Regions from separate parts of the Zea mays genome. Here region 1 is linked to region 2. Evidence: chromatin contacts called from public Hi-C data. All regions are on one chromosome and are shown on one strand. Each heading gives the region's core, a stretch centred on a gene start, on an enhancer-like site or on the middle of the called end of the contact. The rest is flanking DNA. Distances are from core to core; before and after follow the strand shown.

The links. A called contact is a pair of places that touch in the nucleus more often than the background predicts.
Region 1: a contact with region 2 is called in a Hi-C map of endosperm, with 1.8 times the contacts expected there. The contact joins the promoter of LOC100193387 here to the promoter of LOC100273821 in region 2. A contact is called at or near these places in 5 of 25 Hi-C or Micro-C datasets (ear, endosperm, leaf and 2 more).

Annotation. Positions count from the first base shown.
Region 1 is chr4:18,306,179-18,308,878 of Zm-B73-REFERENCE-NAM-5.0, forward strand. LOC100193387 (protein Z) reads right to left here and starts at 1,449. Exons shown (of 2, transcript NM_001138516.2): 1 at 849-1,449; 2 at 1-375. The coding sequence starts at 1,421.
Region 2 is chr4:18,123,166-18,125,865 of Zm-B73-REFERENCE-NAM-5.0, forward strand. LOC100273821 reads left to right here and starts at 1,377. Exons shown (of 5, transcript NM_001165634.2): 1 at 1,377-1,952. The coding sequence starts at 1,441.

The DNA.
Region 1 (2,700 bases), core at 199-2,698, 180 kb after region 2:
GAAAACTTTCTTAGCTAATTCAAACAAGCCATCATGAGCATCAGGCAGGAAGATGTACATGGAGAACTTCCGTTCATTATTTCCTTGCTGGTAAGGAAGCTTAATCACTTTAAATCCATCGTGGACTGCGAAAGGTCGAGTTCTATCATATTCCACAAAAGGAACGTCAACACAAGTTCGATCCAGACAGCAGAATTTTTGTACCGCGTCACTCCTCGTATCAGTCCTGTCAAGCCATCTTCCCCTAAAATACAGTGCGCTGCCAATAACAAGTCCTGTATTCTTGTCAATTAGTCCATCCGGAAGGAGCGAGGTAACAGTATCTTTTGTGGATTGTTTGACCCACATGTTAATTAGCTTGGCGGCATCTTCAGGCTTTCAAAACCAATAGAACAGAAAACGTGTGAATTTCAGAGTTAAGAGTTTCAAAAGAAAAATCACAGAAACAACACTACACATCACATGGTTGCAGTTTGCTACTGAAAAAATAGAACAGTTCAAGTAGCATTTTTTACAGAGATACCATAGTATTATTTGACGGCAATAAAGGTAGATAGTGGGCATATTTGTCACCACAAGCTCTCCAATGCACATTACCATTTCTATCAGATCAAATAAATGAACAGAAAAGGGTGCAAAGGCAGAGATCAGCAGAAAAAACATTAGACCAATTGAAATTACTTGGCTCGGTCCAGTCAAATGCCATCTATAAAAAAAGCTTAGTGAGGAACTGCAATAACATCAAACAACAAATTAAGATGTTCTGCTACAGTGACCCCTGGAACAAGCGTATTGTCGAGCACCTAATGAGCATGTGGTATAAGCGGGAACGTCTGAATATGCCACACCTTGTTAATGAAGTCAGCCGTCCGCGCCGTGCAGCTGTAGACACTACGGGCGGCCTCCACGAACCCCGGCGATAGGCTCGTTGAGGTGTCGGCCCATATTCCTCCTGCGAAGGCCAGCCGCGGGCCGCCGGACGTGGACCGGTCCTTGAACACCCGCTTGACCACGCGCGACGCCAAGTTGGCCGCTTGAACCGCGGCGCCCCTGCCCCCGCCGCCGCCGCCCAGCGCCTGGAGGACCTGCCGCCGCGTGTCGCCGCGCGCGCCGGCGGCGGCCAGGGCCAGCGAGGCGTAGACTGCGACGGGGGCCACGGCCGCGTTCTCGGTCGCCGAGGCGGCGAGGACGCGCCCAGCGAGCGGCAGGCAGAAGGTGCGCTGCGTGGCTGCGAGCGCATCACCCCACGGCAGCGTCGGCATAATCGGCGGCGGCGCATTATGAGCGTCTTTGGGAGAGCGCGCTGCCGCGGGGGACGCGGAGGAGAAGGCACGGGGCTTGTTGCCTACGGGAATGGGGAAGAGCTGGGCGCCTCGCGGTCCCCGCAGAAGGAGGGCTCGCCGGAGGGAAGAGGCCTGCATTTTGCTAGTGAGCGCGCGTCCCCTCTCCTGTTATTTCCTAGGGTTCTTGAGGTTTTTCCTGCGTTATATGGTGAGAATGAGAAGTGGACTTAATGGAAATTCGGCCCTATTGGGCCGTTGTCAAATGTCTTCAACAAAATGGTTTTTTTGTAGGCCGGTAGTTATGTAAATAGATTTTTACGAATTAATGATTTTTCAAGTTTTTTTTAAATATCAGAGCACGAACCATTGAAAGCTAATTGGGCTAAATCTCTTTCATAGATCATCTAAAAGGAAACATTGGTTCTTAATGTCTTCAAAGACGGACCCAACACGCCCATGACAACCCAATGTAAGATGTGACAATCTTGTTTTATGATAGAAGTGTTGGTGAAAGATTTCTTTTAACTCAGCATGGACCAATAGAACAAGTAGGTAATGATGTAAACCATATAAAAAGTTGTACCAGTAAGAGAAAAGAAAATAACGCAATACTAGCTTCACACATTTAAGTAAGAAACATACTAACATGTCCCATGATACATTTACTATCATCACCACCAAATTTATAAAACAGCGGTACCCTCCAACCATCAGAAGCTTTCATAAAATCAAAATCAAAATGTGAGAGGTATGGTTTGTGGTAAGTATTCCTACTCGGCTTAATATGCACACCCAAGCTACTCTTAATGGATTTAGACATTTCATCATTAAACTAATTCCAAACTTCATTAAAATCACTAATAGGCGCTACTGGTAGAGTATTAAGTATCGGATTTTGCCTATGTGATTTTGCTGGGTTAGGAAGAAACGTATTTATACCCTGTCAAAGCTTGATTCATTGTTGTTCCATAATTGGTTCGTGAATTTTGATCTAAGTTAGGAACAAAGTTGTCATTGGGGTAGATGTGCTAGCTCCACCTAATTTGGCCTTATCGATTTCAAATGTTGAAGATACCAATTTAACTTTGTTAGCTGCTGCATAAAGCACTCAACTTTCTTAATAATTATAAGGCATTCCATACTTTAAGAGAAGGTTCAACTGATAGATCAACATAGTCGTCATTATACCCTCTAATTTATCAAAGTGTGACATAATCATATTAGAAAGAGTTGTAACATTACAATTAATAATGTTCGGTACCCAAGAACCGGGTGCCCAAAGTAGGCCCAAAACCTGTTAACGGCCCACTCGCCGACCGGCCCACCACCGAGCAAACTAGCGAGGCGGAGTGGCCGACCAACCCTTTAGTGAGCAACCCCGCGAGGCAGAGCGGACGACCAGGTTCCCTGCCGAGCA
Region 2 (2,700 bases), core at 127-2,626:
TTTCAACTTCGTCCTTCTTCCACCCCATTTACTTTTTAAGAAAAAAATAGATTCCTATGTGCCATCCTAGTTCTTCTCTATTATTTCACCAAGATAAATGTTGACATGATTCCTATGAAAAACATATGAACCGAAAAAATAAACTTTAAAATAAATAATGTAAGTATTATGGACACCAAAACAAAATGGGAAAATATGGACTAACATCATTTTTTGAGTGTGTACAAATAAAACTCTATATCGAAGATGCATAAGAATAATGCATAAAACTCATCGGGAGACGAGGCATCACTGCTGCATGCTATGTCTAACTTAGTGGTGGTGGTCACGTATGAGAAAGGCCATATTTATAGAGGGAAACTTTAGTACCAATTCTAACTAAGAACTGGTACTAAAGACATTTGAGCGGAAAGTGAAAGTTTTGGGCTAGCATCGAAATATCTTTAGTACCGGTTCTAGCAAAAAAAAACGGTAGCAAACCTTTCACTCTTACTACCGATTTTTATAAGAACATGTACTAAAGTAATTTGGGTGGGAACCCAAAACTTCTATCAAGAATGGAAAATAGCCTTTAGTACCAATTCTTTGCTGGAACTAGTACTAAAGGGATCTCTGTTTTTTGTAACAACTTATGGATCTTGGGTACCGGTTGATGTTTTCAATCGGTACTAAGGGCGTGTTTGGCATAGCTCTGCTCTACTTCATAGCAGCTCTACTCTATAATTTTAGGTGGAGCAACTCTGCTCTAGAGTTTAGATTACTTCTCATAACCAGTGGAAGTGGCGGGTAAATAACTGTAAACTTCATATCTAAATTGCTTTTTTAGAGATTTTGGAGTAGCAAAAGAGGTACTCTAAAGATTTGTATTGTAGCCCTGAAAACACCATATAGTTTGTAACTCTGGGTTTGGGTGTTTGGCAGGCTCTCGCCAACTCCTCTTTAGAGTTTTGCTCTCGAGCTATGTCTATATGTTGTAAAGAGTTCAAATTTAGTGTTTAATCAACAAATGTTGATGAACAAAAGCCTCATTCTCTAGTAATATATATGAGCAATTCTCGTCTATGCATGAATCATATACAAAAAAAAATATGTGTCTAGGTACACAAACCAACATGATGAAACTACCTACTAGTAACCTAGCTAGAACGGGCACACATGTGGCTCTCTTGCACATCATATTTCCATCTTTTTACAGAATCTTGTTTGGAATCATTGCTCCTCCCTTCCCCATCTCATTCACCCCATGGATCTATAAATCTTGGTCATTCCACCCATCAACCACTGTATAGACCTGCACCATCATCTAAATTCTACCGGCATACTTATTCTCCCACCATAAACCCCTCCTCAACCCTCACTCTCTCGCTCCCTGTGCGCGCGGCACACACCACTCTTCTCCTTGTTAGCAGAGGGCTAGCTAGCTCATCCCCCACAGTCCTTATGCTGAATCTAGCACCATTTGAGACGCCGCCTCTTGGAAGGCAGGAGAGACCAACTAATACCATCGTCACCGCAACAGCGGCCATCGCCAGGGGAAACGAAGAAAGCTCCAGCAACACTTGCCTCCAGCACGGACATCTGGACCTCAGCCTTGGCATCTCCTTGTCTCATGGCGGCGGCGGCGGCGGCGGCAGCTGCGACGCGTCCAGCTGTGGCGGAAACAAGCAGGATAGCTATGGCGGTGGGCAGGGCAGCCGTGACGACAAGGACAACAACGTCCGTCGCATGACCAGCTGCATCGGCGGCACCGCCACTGCCAACGTGATTACCGCAGGGCACAGCAGCCTTGCTGGTGATTTGACAGCAGCACCAGGAGGAGGAGGTGGTGGCGGCTGGGCAGCGGCGTTCATGCCGAGCCCGACCGGGTTCATGCATCCATGGAGCCTCGCCGCACGGCAGCAGAAGGCTGCTGCCGAGCAAGACCGGACGCCTCCTGCCACTTACCTGTCAAGGTGAGGTCAAATGTTATACGCTGAAACAGTGAAGCGTTTCTCTGCATATGGCTATAATACGTGCATGCACCGTCAGTAATTTCTACACGGTAACAAATTGAATTAAAGCAACGCATAAGTTTATATATGATCTATGTTTGAGCTTGAACTTACTTCATATAATCGGATAAGTTTGCTGATTATCTAGGCCATAATGATATGAGACCTCCTTTTAATTTGTTTCTGAAGGAAAGCCGGCAAAATGCGTACGTGATAATGGATTTGATTTTGGAACTGCATCTATATATATATATATATAGTTGGAACTGCATGCATGCAGTGTCTTATCATTTTTATCACGCTTCATACATGGGTCATATATAGGGGGTGTTTGGTTTTTAGAGACTAATTTTTAGTCCCTACATTTTATTCCATTTTAGTTCCAAAATTGTCAGTTTCTATATTTGATAATTTATAAACTAAAATGAAATAAAATGAAAGGACTAAACATTAGTCCCTATAAACCAAACACCCTCATAGATATGCATATACTACATGGGGATACGCCCATAGCCTATAGATTTGCAATCATGACGCATAGAATGTATGCGGTGTAGTGGAAAAAAGGAGGGATCAAAGCGATCTACGTACAAATGATTGCAATCATTAACATTTTGAACAACTCATCGATGGTTTAGTATATTCTGCAAGCTAGTCTCGTCGTCGTGTGCTTATTAGAACTGCATTTTTAAATGATATATATATTGCA